Regions from separate parts of the Sus scrofa genome. Here regions 1 and 2 are each linked to region 3. A link is a contact called in public HiChIP or PLAC-seq data. All regions are on one chromosome and are shown on one strand. The core of a region is the stretch at or near the end of the contact, and the rest is flanking DNA. Distances in the headings are between cores, read along the strand shown.

Region 1 (4,819 bases), core at 714-3,213, 640 kb after region 3:
GCCTTGCTCAGTGGGTTAAGCATCCAGCATTGCCCTGAGCTGTGGTGTAGGTTGCAGACACGGCTCGGATCCCACATTGCTGTGGCTATGGCATAGGCCAGCAGCTACAGCTCTGATTCGACCCCTAGCCTGGGAATCTCCATATTCCGCGGGAACGGCCCAAGAAATGGCAAAAAACAAACAAACAAACAAAATACAGCCTTAGGAATATACAGCGTAGCCATAAAGAAAACTAGGGGCTGTGTTAGAAGAAGGGAAGAATGGATACTGGAGTAACGAACCAGCAGTTTCTGCCTTAATCTGCCCTTTGGCCATCCCCAAATTCATGTGCTTCCCTCTTCTCATCAAATACTGCCTTTTCTCCCCAGGGGAGACAGCCCCAAAGCCTCAGGCAGATCAAGGGCCCAGGATCATCAGAACAGGGGCAGCCCTCTACATGGGCTTCAGGTGAAGCTCTACATGGTCTGAACACATACAAATGAAAACACTCCACCCCATACTTACTCTGCCAGGTGGAGTAGGAAAGGATACCTGCAGGGAAGGCTCCTGTGCAGAGAAAGGAAGCATGCGAACACATCTGGCCCTGGTCTTGAGCAGTGATCAAATACTGACAGGCAGGAGGGGGCAGGAACCCTCTCCCCAGCAGTGGAGGACAATTCTTGGTTAGCCCATCCAGCAGCCCTCTTCTGCTCTCTATGCAGAATTCTTTTGTTCAATATCTGTGTCTCTGGGCTTTTTCTTCTGGGAGGTTCTTCCTGGTCCATTATCCCCCATGGCTACTCTTGAAATGGGCATTGGCAAGTGGGCCCCTGGGAGCCTCAGAGTGTTTGCAATCTGCTTCCTGCCGCTGTGGGTTCTGGGGCCCAGGGATTGTATTAGGAAGTAAGTTAAATGGCAGGCCAACACCAACACCTTTTGTTGTTGTTCAATACATTAAAAAAACCAAAACACACAAAAAAGGCTTAACAGGTTTTGAACTATTTGCTTCTGGTTGGTTTCTTATATATAATCTACTGCTAAAGATGTAGTGCAGCCGTCGTTTTAAATGGGTACCCAGGGTGGCTTGAGAAGGTCACATTCAAGTCTTGCCTTGCTGCAGTTTGCTTTGATGTGAAGAACTTGACCTGCAAATATAAGGAAAGCTCCTCCCAGGGCCCGCCTCCCTCCCTCATGTAACACACCTCTGCTGTCTGGGACTTCAACTGGGGAATGGACCAAAGGATATACCCTTGACTTCCTTCTGCACCTGCTTCCACTCTCACTGCCTCTCCCGCATCCTCCAGACTAGACATCAGGCTCTCTCCTCTGTTCTCTTCTTTAGATAAAGCTCTAAGTTCAATTCTGTCAGGCGAGCTCCTTGATATCTTTTTTTTTTTTTTTTGGCTTTTGGCTTTTTAGGGGCGCACCCGTGGTATATGGAGGCTCCCAGGCTAGGGGTCTAATTGGAGCTGTAGCCAGCCTACGCCAGAGCCACAGCAATGCGGGATCCGAGCCTCGTAGGTGACCTACACCAAGCCACAGCAACGCCAGATCTGAGCCTCATCTGTGACCTACGCCACAGCTCACGGCAACACCGGATCCTTAACCCACTGAGCGAGGCCGGGGGTCGAATCTGCAACCTTACGGTTCCTAGTCGGATTCGTTTCCACTGCGCCACGATGGGAACTCCGGAGCTCCTTGATATCTTAAAAAGAAAGTTGAAGACACTCAGAACATCCTTTTTCTTAACAAAGCCTCTTTCAAGACTCTTGTCTGGCTGAAAATCCTTACTTTGGGTGTCAGAAGTTAACTGTTGCTCATCTCCTTCTCTGCATTTTTTTCCTTTGATAATTTTAACTCCACTTTCAAGGCAAGCAGATGATTGAACTGACCAGGAAGCAGGTCACATGCACAAAACACAAAGGAGAAATGCAAGGGATCCTATTTTTCAAAATAGGACCCTGTTTACATCATTAAAGACTTCCTATTTTGCTGAGGGTAAGTCCAAAATGTGTAAGCGTGTTCTCTGGAGTCTGATTGCTGCTTACCTCCGCAGCCTCATTTGGTCAAACTGCCAACCTCACATTTTCACAACCACCACACTGGACTTTTCTCAGTTCCTTCAACACATTTTGCTCAGGACCTTCCTAATAGCTTTTGTGTAGTTTGGAAAGCGCTTTGCCTTTCTCCTTATTTGACCATCTCCCATTCCTTTCGGAGGTTTCGATTTAAAGGTCACTGTCTTGGGGAGGATGTTCCTGCCGTGACATTCTTCAGAGCACCTTGCACCTTTGGGACTATTTAATGAAGTATTTAAAATGACATATTAAGTATCTCTGTCCCCCACTGGAACATCAGCAACAGGAGCGCAAGAGATGTCCAATCTGTTCACCTGTCCCCTTGACCACATCTTTAGGTCATCACAATTTGTAATCTAGATTAGAACAATGGGTTTCTAAAATGCACGTCTGCTGGAAGCCCTTCTTCTTGTCACTCGGCTTAAAGTCAAGATCCTTTGTGTGGCTTCCAAGGCCCTGTGTGATCTGGCTCCATCTCTTCCCATTTGCCTCTCCCTCCCCTTCAGGGTTCATCTAGACAAAAGCATCCTTCAGGGCAATGTAGGGGCTGACCCTTTGCCTATGCGTCTTCAGGGAAAGTATGTCCCATTTCTGGTATAAGCTGTTCTCATTCACCCGTCAGCTCTTAACCGAGAACTGCATTAATTGACGGATGGACTTGACACTCGTCCTTTTTCAGGGGCCAGGAACTGGGCTAAGTGCTGAGGAAATGGCATGAACCAGACAGACGGGACCCCCAGTCTCCATGTTATCTGCCCTGATGGCCCTCACCCCGAGGCTGGGTACCACCTCTCTCTCCTGGGCTCCCCTGGCTCTCTGAAGCCCCGCTCCCGGCAGTACCTCCTCACACTGCTGCAATGACTATTTACCTGTCTGTCCCCTCTGCTAGCCCAGGGGCTATTTGTTGAGTGACTCTATGAAGCAGCAAAGTCCTCTGTTGGGAGTGGTTAAAAGAAGCAGGAAATGGCATGGCATGGATGAGCAGTGGGCAGGGGGCCCAGGGCAACGTGGACCAAGGTGCAAGCATGCAGGCAAAGGAAACTGAACAGGCCCTGCTCCTCCTTCTTGCTCAGGGAGTTACAGAAAGTCTGGTCTGAGCAAGGCGCCAGACACAAAAGATCACATATTAGATGATTCTGTTTCTTCTCCTACTGGAAGAGTCACACCCAAAGAGGCTGACTGAGCGTGGGTGGTGGCCAGTGGCTGGGGAGAGGGATGATGGGGGAGCATAGATCAGTGGGTACAGGGTTTCCTCTTGAGCTGATGAAAATATCTTAGAGCCAGGTAGAGGGAGTGGTTGCACAGCATTGTGACATGTCATGAATGCCACTGAACGGTACACTTTTTAAGAATTTTATTTATTATTATTATAGTTGATTTACAATGTTCTGTCAATTTCCCCTGTACAACAAAGTGAGCCAGCCATATATATATTTTTTCTCATATTATCTTCCATCATGTTCTATCCATCTGTCAGTTCCCCATTCTATCACAAGAGATGGCATATAGTTTCCTGTGCTGTACAGCAGGACCCCGTTGCTTATCCATCCTAAATGCAAGAGTTTGCATCTACTAACCTCAAACTCCCAGTCCATCCCACTCCCTCCCCCTCCCCCACCCCCGGCAACCATAAGTCTGCTCTCCCTGTCTGTGAGTTTATTTTAGTTCTGTAGATAGGTTCATCTGTGCCATATTTTGGATTCCACATATAAGTGATATCAGATGATATTTGTCTTTCTCTTTCTGTCTTACTTCACTTAGTATGGTAATCTCTATTTGCATCCATGTTGCTGCAAATGGCGTTATTTTGTCCTTTTGTATGGCTGAGTAGTATTCCATTGCGTATATGCACCACATCTTTTGATCCATTCTTCTGTCGATGGCCATTTAGGTTGTTTCCATGTCTTGGCTATTGTGAATAGTGCTGTGACGAACATAGGGGTATGTGTATCTGTTTGAATTGTACTTTTGTCCAGATATATGCCCAGGAGTGGGATTGCTGGATCATATGGTAGTTTTATACTTCGTTTTTTGAGGAACCTCCATACTGTTTTCCACAGTGGTTGTACCAATTTACATTCCCACCCACAGTGAAGGAGGGTTCCCTTTTCTCCACACCCTCTCCAGCATTTGCTATTTGTGGACTTATTAATGATGGCCATTCTGACCAGTGTGAGGTGGTACCTCTTTGTCATTTTGATTTGCATTTCTCTAATAATTAGTGATGTTGAGCCTTTTTTCATGTGCCTGTTGGCCATCTGTATGTCCTCTTTGGAGAAATGTTTATTTAGGTCATCTACCCATTTTTCAATTGGGTTGTTGTTTTTTTTGCTGTTGAGTTGTATGAGTTGTTCGTATATTTGGGAGATAAAGCCCTTGTCAGTTGCGTTGTTTGTAAATATTTTCTCCCATTCTATTGCATGCTTTTAAAATGGTTCATTTGGGAAGTTCCCTGGTTCCATCCCTGGCCCGGGAACTTCCGTGTGCTGTGAGCATGGCCAAAGGGGAAAAAAAAGGTTAATTTTGTTATGTGAATTTCACCCCAGGAAGGGAGGAAGGAAGGACTGGCAGTTGGAGTGAGGGGAGAGAGTAGGGGCCATTTCTTTCCCCTATCAAGTCCTTGATGAAGTCACAGTGACCCCTGGGACTCCGTGGCTGGCTGAGTCTGCTTTTCCAGGAACAGGTAAGCTTGGAACGCCTGCACCTGGGCAGGCACATCACTGTCTTCTCAGACACAGGGACCAGACGGCAGGCTTTCCTGG
Region 2 (4,846 bases), core at 724-3,223, 570 kb after region 3:
CCAGATCTCCAGCTCAGCCCACACACCCACCCATCTGCGAGCTGCCAGGCTTTCCTCTCGGGATGGCTTAGGCCCTGCAGCTGACCTGGGAGGACATCCTGGCCACAGGGAGTGAGGCGGGAGGTTGACACAGAGCAGGAAAGGGTGGCCCAGCACCGGAGACGCCCCCGCCGGGACTGGCCATTGACCCTGAGGATGCAATCTTCTGAGACCAGGGTCGGGGCCATCCCCCAGCACCTGCTTTGCCCACTCAGGCCTTGATCTCTCTTTCCAAAGGCACCCCCTTCCCAGGCCCAAGGCGCTGTCCTGATGGAACCATGTGCTGCCCTCACTCATACACCAGGAACCTTGACTCAGGCTGGTGCCCTCTGGAGGGGGCCCTTTGCCTCACGTGGCCCCTTCATGGGGCCCTGGCTCTCCCCCTACCCCCCACCACTCTGCACGCTCAGTATACATCTTTCTGGAACGTGGGTCCTGCCTCAGGTCAGAGTTCTTGGAGCGCTGGGACGAGGACCCGGGTTCTAGAGTCTAACCATCCCAGAGTCAAATCCTTGTTCCGCCGGTTCCTCCCTGGGTGACCTTGAGTGAGAGACCAGAGCTCAGTTGCCTCATCTGTAAAAAGGGAATAATGACTACTTCACAGGTGGTTTTTTTTTTGTTTGTTTTTTTGTTTGTTTTTGTTTTTTTTTAAGGGGATTAAATACGTGTGTGACATGCCTGGTCTGGGGCTAGGTGCACAGCCATGCTCGCTAAATAAGGCAATGACGAACACTGTGGCGTTGCTGGCCCTCGTCCTTGTCATCATCCTTGAAAAGGGTGTTGGTCCTCCGAGGATGAGAACCAGGTCTTTTGTCTCTGTATTCTCTCGCCTTCCTACACCCCCTGGCAGCACCCAGTGGAGTGAGCGCGACTGGTACGGGGGAAGGCCCAGTAAAAATTTGGAGGAAGGGAGTTCCCATTGTAGTGCAGCCGAAATGAATCCAACTAGGAACCATGAGGTGGCGGGTTCGATCCCTGGCCTCACCCAGTGGGTTAAGGATCCGGCGTTGCCATGAGCTGTGGTTCAGGTTGCAGACACAGCTCGGATCCCGCGGTGCTGTGGCTCTGGTGTAGACAGGCAGCTGTAGCTCCAATGAGACCCCTAGTCTGGGAACCTCCATATGCCATAGGTGTGGCCCTAAAAAAAAGACAAAAGACAAAAAAAAAAGAATTTGGATGAAGAGAAGGTCATGCCCCGCTCCCCCTGCCACCTCCTGGGGGGAGACAGAAGGGCCATCACGCTCCCTGGCCAGGGGCAGGTCTGACCTGGGATGACCCTGGGTTGCTCTGGCCGCCGCCAGCCCCAGCCTGAGGTCTAAGCATCTTCTGAGGAGGCCCTGCTCAGCCAGGACCCCTCCCATCGTGGGTACAAGCGCCCATGGGAGAGAGATGCCCATGTCCCAAAAGCCCTGGAGACCTCAGCTTCTCTGAGGAAGGGTGGCATCTGGGCTCCTTTCTCCATAGCAAACATTCCTGAACACTGACCGTGTGCCAGGCCTTTTGCTCACTGGGGCCGTGGGCAAGTCCCAAACCTCTCTGAGCTCTGGGTCTGCCATCTGTCACACAGCACCCTATAAATTACCTCCTTCAAAGGGCTGTTAGAACATTAAATGAGATGATAAATCACAGAGCCTGGGATGGGGTAGGTATTCCACAGGCATAAACTGTCTCTTCCCTGACCCCCCCTGGCCCTGGCATACTCCAGCCTTTGTCTGGTTGGCAGGGGCTGGCAGGGGGGGTTGTGGGGGGGGGTCTCCCTGGGCTCAGGCTGCTGCTGTCTTCCTGTCCTCTCTGGATGGTGGCTCAGGGACCAGTACTCTGTCACCTGGGGCTCAGGAGATCCAGGCTTCCCTAACCAGCCTCAAGGGCCCCAGCTGCTGCCCTGTGCCTGACTCCTGCATCCGGAGGGCCCTGGCCAAACCTCTGCTGCCCCAGGTTCTCCAGGCTGGAAACCCCGCTTCAGCCACCCCAGGGCCACTTGACCCTGGGCCGAGCCTGCGGATGCCGTCCGCTGCCCTCTCTGAACCTTCAAAGGACGAGTGAGTGCAGGCCCCATTTCCCAGGCCCAGCTTCGACTGAGCAGTAAAGTCTCTTCTGGTTTATCTGGAGGAAGGAAGATGACGTCATGAGGTAAACCACACAGGCTGAAACCACAAGGCTGGGTGCCCCAGTGATGTTTGCTTTTCAGCAAAAGTCACTCAGCTGCACCCAGGGACAGAGAGCCCGGGCCGTTCTGGTCAGAGGGGAGTGGGGAAAACAGAGGGAGATTTTCAAAGTGGAGCCACAAGAAAGGAGAGGGCTCCCAGATGGGACGGACGGCAGAGGCCAGGCAGGGGGGCTTCCCGAGGCTGCGGGAAGGGGCCCACGGGGCGGGGCGGCTCCTTGGCACCTGAGGTACCAAGGATCGTGTGGACCTTGGTGGCCATAATGAGTAACAAGAATAATAATAATAATAATAATAATATAATAACCATAATAATAATAATGGCAATAAGTGCCGTTTGTGTGGGGCCCTGTTACCTCCTCAACAGCCCCCCATCAGACTGGACCCTGTGAGCTCTGCATGACCCCCAAGTAGAGCCGAGGGGGGGGGCGGGGAGGGCCGCAAGTTCAAGTCCCAACCCCCACCCCTCCTTATTGGGTTACCCTCTGCCAGGCTCGATCTCTTCATTTGCCCAGTGTCCTGCCTCATGAGCCGAGAGATTTCCTAAAATGACCCGATTCTTCAGTCTCATGCCATCCCTCACTCACGGCTTTGAGCAGGTTTCTCTAGAGAAATTGGCTCCAAAGCACAGGCCTGGGCCCGGGTCCTGGTGGGTGGGAGGTGGGGGGTGCCCTCTGTGTAGGGCTGAGCAGCGGACAGCTTGAATGAGGACAGAGACGTCTGGGACCAGAAGGGGCCTCTGCACCCCCTCTGCAGAGCTGCATGCATCGGGGGGTCAAGGGCAGGGTCTAAGTGAGTTTTCTGTGTGTCTGGAGGGGAACGGAGGGGTAGGAGTCGTGCCCACAGGGGTGGGTGAGATCCCTGTTCCAAGGGCCAAGACCATCCACGTGCCTGACCCGCCCCAGGCCCAGGCCCTCGACCTTGGGGAGGGGCCTCCGCTCTGGCTTTGACTTGCTCGGAGGGCTGCAGGGAGCACTGACACAGGCGGGTGATGGAAGACTCCGCGCAGGGAGTGCGCCAGTATTGCTTCATGGAGTCACAGCTGCTTGAGCTAAGGTTCACCCTCTTCAGTTCTTTTCCTTAAAATGCGATTACCCTGTGGGAGACACAGCATCTCACCATCCTTGAGGATAGGGTGTAGAAGCGTGTATGGATCCTGAGCACAAGCCTCGCATTTTAGAGGGGGAGACAGGCCAGGGAAGGGAACGGGTTTGTCTGCAAGCAGGGCATCAGCAGCGCAGGAGCCAGAAGCCAAGTTCTTCCCACCCCACACCCCGGGAAGGGGGGGGCTTTCCCTCCCTGGCACAACTGTTACTGTCCTCGTACAGATTACCCATCAAATTCCTTCCAAGATACCCCAGCTGTGAGCAGAGCACGACTTGGGGTTTGAGGAGCCCTGGCGTGTGGATGTGGAGCGGAGGGGGGGCAGTCCTGGGGGTGGGGGGCAAGGAGGCTGCCAGAAAGAGACTGTGCCTGGCTTGCCACTTTCCCAGGGCCAACTCAGCACTTTTGGTGTGAGGATTAGTCAGAAGCCACTGCTTGACCTCAAAAGTCATAGTTCACGGGGCTGGTGTCACAATGAGGCTTCCCTGACTCACAGCCCAGGACACAAAGGCCAAGGGACAGCCAGAGTGCCCGCTGGCCCAGCCAGATGCTCTGGGGTCTATCTGCCTCCCGCTGGCTGGGGCTTTGAGGAAAGAGAGCTGTGGGCAGCGGGAAGGTGGGCAGAGAGGCAGGCAGCTGGGGTCCAGCCATGCATCTGCCAGGGCTCCGTCCCGGGGCCCAAGGAGTTCTCCTTCTTCTGCAGGATCAGTTTCCTTGTATGTAAAATGAAAGGTCAGATTTGATGGTCTGTGGGTTTCTTCCCAGCTCTGAGAACCCAGCTGTTCTCAGGGAGCAAAGGGCAGTTTGGGCTTGCGGCCTGTGCCCCTGGAGCTGCCAGAGCTTGGCGCCTTCCCACCCTGCCCTCTGGGTCTCCCCGGGGCCAGGCTGCCTGACCCTCAGGGCTCGCCCGCTGCTCTGGCTCCATCGGTGGGAAGAGCCTTGGTGCATCGCAGCCAAAAGGCCTGCCAGGTCCTTGAATCCCACTGTCTCCCAAATGCGCCAAGTGGGGCCACAAAGAGCTTATCCAAGGCCATGAGCAAGCCAGGGACCAGCTTCCCTGTGTTTGCTCCTAAAGGAACCCTCTAATGGGAGAGCTAGGAGCAGCCGGGGAAGAAGGGTTCCTTGCTGCCTTGTCTCTCTCACCCCCATCACCACCAGCACTGGCTCGGACCCTCCCCCTCCCCCTCCCTCAGCTCAGTGCTAATGGGCTTTTTGCACTCACTCATTCTCAGAGGCAGGATCGTGCCAGAAGGGAGGAGGATGCCAATGCTGATGCCAAGACAGGCAGCCTTGACCTGGGGTAAGCTTTTCTTCTCACTGTACTTTAGTCCCTTGGCTGTGGAATGGGGATGCTAAAGATACCTCCTCATAGGGTTGTTGGGAGGCTTAAATAAATCAATACTGTAAAGCGCTTAGAACAGGACCTGGCGCATAATGAGGACTCTGTAAACGCTACCACTCATTCATTCATTCTAGCTCTTTCCAAGTAGGTTTAAGATGACTCACAATGGAAAACACAGACATAACAGGCCTTTAAAA
Region 3 (4,774 bases), core at 1,263-3,762:
TCTGCAGTTATTTAATGGTGACATCGAGCCCCTCTCCAGGCCTCAGTTTTCTCATTTGTAAAATGAAGATGTTGTCTAAATGATCTCATCTCTAATTTCCCTTTGCCTCCTGTTACTCAGCTCTCCTTTGGGCCATATGTTGGCTCTGCCAGGAATGGAATGAAAACAGTGTACGTGTGCTCATTTTTAGTGGATTTTTCCCAACCTTGGAAATCGATCATTTCTAAATTCCAAACCCTTGGACCCGCTATCCTCTGCCGTCTTCTTCCTTTGGGGTAAGAAGTGGAAGCAAACATTGGAGTCGACTCCTGAAATGTATTAGGCAAAAAATGGAAACCCATTTGACGTTATTGGTTTGGACCCCCTTCTGTTGCCTGAGGCTCCTCACTTGGGCTTCTCCCTGACCCCTCTCCTGTCACCTGCTTCCCCATGGTGACTGTACCAGATCCTCTCACTCTCAGGCCATCTCCCTGTCCTCTCTGTGAGCTTCTGTGCCTTCCTTGCCCCCTCCTCCATGGGGTTGTCCATTCGCAGGCTCTTGCTTCCTTACTGTCCTTCGGGAAGGGTGAGGGGTGATGTGTAATGGTGACTTTCTAGGCACACCAGGGACTCGGTGGCCTCATGGGGAAGTCCCTTGGACACACGGAAGCCCGATCCTACTGTTTCCATGTGGACTCGAGGTCTCTCCCAGGAACGCACCTAATAGTGGGGTGGGACTGTGCCCACTGGGTACCTGCTGGGCCCCGGCATTTTAACTGGCAGCTGGAAAAACCTCCTGTGTACAGCAGGCTGAAAAGAAGGAAGAATGCCTCTTGCCCCTTTGAAATGTTGGTGAAAATTCAAGACAAGTAATTGCATTGTAGAAGTAGAACCCTGGATCAGAAAGGTGGGTAGAAGAATTTTTATCACCTAGGACCTGGGTGTCAGCAGGAGACCATGGCTGAGCTCTCACATCCCAAGGGTCTGCAAGAATGTGGGCGATTCTAGAAGCCAGTCAGAGTACATGTTGTCTTCAGCAGAAACACATGTGCCAGCTACACAGCTGGAGGGTCTGTCATATCAGCATCAGACTTTCAGCACGAGGTTTCCAGAGTCCAGGAAAAAAAGCCTTAAAACTGCAGGATAGCACCTGTTGCTGGCAGCCCTCAGGTTAAAAGCTGAAGAAGGTGGTTATGAAAACGAGGCCCCAGGAAGGCAGGAGCCAATGTTGATTTTTCATCAGCTAAAGCTCCCCGAGGCTGCACTTCTCAGCTGCAGGGGACCCAGGGACGCTGGCCACCTCTTGGCCTGAGCATCAGTGGAACCACATGTTAATAAGGAATGTGGGGGGAGTTCCCTCTGTGGCAAAGCAGTAAGGATCCAAATGCAGTGGCTCAGGTCACTGTGGAGGCACGGTTTGATCCACAGTGGATTAAGGATTTGGTGTTGCCATGGCTGTGGCATAGGTCACAGCTGTGGCTTGGATTCAGTCTCTGGCCTGGGAACTTCCATATGCTGTGGCTGTGGCCACAAAACCCCTCCCCCAAAACCAAAAAAAAAAAACCCAGAAGAATGTGTATAGTCCAAACTTATCAAACTGTGTATCTCAAATATCTTCAATTTGTTGTATATCAATCATACCTCAGTAAAATGGTTTTTTAACAAAGATATGTATGTGGATTTGTTTGTAGTTATAGCTTCTCATATACCCTTTAAATCAATAGCATTGTCAGTAGTTACTGAGCTCAACCCAGTAGGCTGGAATCCCATGTTGACACCTTCTGTCAATGGCTGCCTTCTTGGCCCATTCTGAGCCCCCACAGTGGGCCTGGTAGTTGAGTTCAACCTCAAACCTGCCCACCTGCCTTCGTGGCCCTGGGAGATTCCAGGATTGAGGGGGCTTGAAGGCCTGAGGTGGAGCCAGGCATCGGTTCGTCTTTCTGGGACGGATCCAGAAAGGGCTGTCTCCTCCTCCCCGGACAGTCTGCTCCTGCCCCAGCTGAGCCTGAAATTGGCCTGTGTTCCTGCAAGACTTGGATTAAGGGACTCTTTGGCACATGTTCAGAATGGGTTTCAACCTCACTCCTTAGAATCTGCTAAGCATCCTACTCTCCACCTTCTATGGCTTCACAGATCTCAGAGCACTCATTTCAGGTGTTGGCTTCCCTTCAAAGACTGGCCAAGGCCAAACACTTTGGTCCTTTGGCTGTTGCTGAGGTTGTTCAGGAGGGAGGATATGGGAGCTGTGATCTGAACAAGCTGATGCAATCTAGCTGTGGGCTCTTTGGCAAGTCATTTTGCTTCTCTGGGCTTCAATGTTATCCTCTGTAAGGGCCCACCGTGGCCCAAACAGAAGGCTCAGAGGTCTATCACCCACTGTGCCCAGCGGGGAGTGGAAGGGAGTGCAGGCAGAGTCAGGACAGTGGGGGCGACTCTGGGCCGGAGGACTGCTTTCCCTTCGTGGCCTTCATGGATTAGAGAAGTGCCTGTTGGGTGGGGCCTGGCTGGAAGGAGTGAGACAGTTTCCCCCAGACGTCCCCCTGCCTGAGTGGTTGCCTCACTGCCTTACCACTTTCCAGGGTGGGGCAGGGAAGGGCGGCTGGGTAGCAGCTGATGCAACAGGCAGGCCTGTGTTCTTCGAAGACTCAGCAAAGGTCGGCGGGGCTGGGCCAGCCTGGGCTGCAGCTGCAGGGCTCTGCTCTTGGCAGAGCTTCAGCTTCCTCTTCTCCCCTCCTAACTGAAGTGGGGTTCACTTTCTGGCCATCAGAGCCAGTAATTGATCCTTTGTGTTAGGGTTTACCCACATCCGTGGACTTGTGCTCTTTTAACTTGTAGCTGAAGAGAATATCTTTGCCTGCCAGGAATGCAGACATGCACTGGTGTACACACACACACACACACACTCACACTGGGGTCATCCAGAAGTGAGATAGTTGTTTAGAGAATCTGCTCCCACCAGACCATGCTTCCCACACGTTCTTCCAGGAGGAAGTGGATCCAGTGTAAAGGATGAGAGAGCCTCCAAAGATCTGGAAATTTCCTCCGGTTAGCCAAAGCCTGAAAATAAGCCCTAGGGCATGCCATTTCCATTCCAGGCCACGTCTATCAAATGTAAATGAGACTCTAGGCTACTCTCCATCTCCCAGGGATCTGGATGCCCAGAACACCGTAACTCTTTTAATCTTTTAAGTTGAAAAAAGGAAAGGGTCTGTGAGAGAGAAAAAAGAGAAGGTGCATCAAGTCCTTGACAAAGGAAAATTGCTACATGCAGATTGCCCTCAAACTAGCTTGAACATGAGCAACATAACTTCATCCTCAATGGCAAAGAACTTTGTCTCACTACACCCCGGCTTCAAGGCGATGTAGTGCCTGCAGAAGGCTCAAGAAGGACATTCTGAGGTCAGCTAGGCTCCACACCACTCATGGTCATCACAGTGTGCTTACTATGTGCCAGGCCCTGTGCGAAGAGATTTACGTGAGTTATCACATTTCATTCTCTGCAAACTCTATGAGATCTTCTATTCTTAGCAGAAACTGAGGCACAGAAGTGTAAGTGATTTGCCCAAGGACACAGGGCTAGTAAGTGGCAGAAGGCAGGGCTCCTGGTTCCTCTTACTCTGGATCCTAAACTCATAACCGTCTTGAAAAACCCAAATGTACACATTGAGACTGTAAGTGGGATAGGATCCTTCGAATTACAAAAGGATTCATCAGAATATTCTCTAAGCTCCAAAAATACCTTTAGCTTCTGTCCATAAAAGCCATAATTTTATTTTCTGGAGTTCTGTGTCCGCATTTGAAGTGACACATATCTTGAATCTAATATATAGACTTTCGCTCTTTGGGGAGGGTCGCTCCTAAAACTTTCATCAAATCCGTTCATTCTGTTCATAGTTAACATCCACCTTACTGTCTTATCGGTTTTGAATAAATTTAGTGAGGAGCTTTGGGCCAGGTAAATATAATTTAAGTATGAATTTTATAATTATACATGTGTATATGTTCACACATAATCAAATCTAATCCAATGGATAGCCCGAAAAAGTGAGAGTATAGGGTTTTCATGGTGGAGAAGGAGTTGGGGGCTTTCTTCTTGAATCAGGCGTCAGCTTGATTTATAGATGTTTTATCTCATTAACCTTAATGTCACGGAACTAATTAGTAACTTTGGAACCTGCAAAACACACTCATTCCCATAGCTCTTTAACTTCACCGTGTACCAGATGAAACTGGACCCAGTTATTCTGAATCTTAGACATCTTTTGAAAGGCGTACAGGAAATGCATATCAAACTAGATGTGGATCCCGATTTTTCCCTTTTGGCCGCACACCATGTTTCATCAAAACCATCTGAATCCTTCAAACCTCTTGCTTCACAGACAGAGATATGTTGCAATTACCCCAGTTTGGGTAAAGTTGACCCAGGAACTTAGGGAGAGTCCCCAGGATCTCACCGCCCGCCTTCTGCCTGCAGGCGAACATCAGGGCAGCCATGTTGGAACCCAGCCCTGTTCTGTTGGCTGCCGTCTTGAGGCTGGAGAGGGACCCTCAGGTACTAATGGCCCTATAGGCATCCTTTTCCTTCTCTTTCCCTGTTCTCACTCCTGGGATCAAGACCCCGAGGCACAGGTAGTTCCAGCCTTTCTTCCCTTCCAGCTTTCTAAGGGAGGATTCTGAGCTGCTTGGCTCCCCTGCCCCCATTTCTTACGGCTGAATTAGATGATGGCTGTGATGGAAGGATGCTAGAAGTCAGACACTTAATCTGCGTAAGAAAACATGGGAAGCTGCTCTCTGG

What was found. HiChIP or PLAC-seq counts read pairs in DNA pulled down with a chosen protein or histone mark.
Region 1: a contact with region 3 is called in an H3K27ac HiChIP or PLAC-seq map of alveolar macrophages. The contact joins two enhancer-like sites. A contact is called at or near these places in 2 of 2 datasets of contacts at active chromatin or transcription factors (alveolar macrophages and skeletal muscle).
Region 2: a contact with region 3 is called in an H3K27ac HiChIP or PLAC-seq map of alveolar macrophages. The contact joins two enhancer-like sites. A contact is called at or near these places in 1 of 47 Hi-C or Micro-C datasets (skeletal muscle) and 1 of 2 datasets of contacts at active chromatin or transcription factors (alveolar macrophages).

What each region holds. Positions count from the first base shown.
Region 1 is chr3:110,808,840-110,813,658 of Sscrofa11.1, reverse strand. No RefSeq gene overlaps it. Among named protein-coding and RNA genes, the nearest start is that of FOSL2, 32 kb to the left of the region's middle. Within about 2 kb of position 1,963, at least 1 of the 83 cell types and tissues checked has an H3K27ac peak or open chromatin away from gene starts, as enhancers often do. A contact at or near this core is called in alveolar macrophages, where this site is marked.
Region 2 is chr3:110,875,633-110,880,478 of Sscrofa11.1, reverse strand. No RefSeq gene overlaps it. Among named protein-coding and RNA genes, the nearest start is that of FOSL2, 35 kb to the right of the region's middle. Within about 2 kb of position 1,973, at least 32 of the 83 cell types and tissues checked have an H3K27ac peak or open chromatin away from gene starts, as enhancers often do. A contact at or near this core is called in alveolar macrophages, where this site is marked.
Region 3 is chr3:111,450,584-111,455,357 of Sscrofa11.1, reverse strand. No RefSeq gene overlaps it. Among named protein-coding and RNA genes, the nearest start is that of MRPL33, 14 kb to the right of the region's middle. Within about 2 kb of position 2,512, at least 25 of the 83 cell types and tissues checked have an H3K27ac peak or open chromatin away from gene starts, as enhancers often do. A contact at or near this core is called in alveolar macrophages, where this site is marked.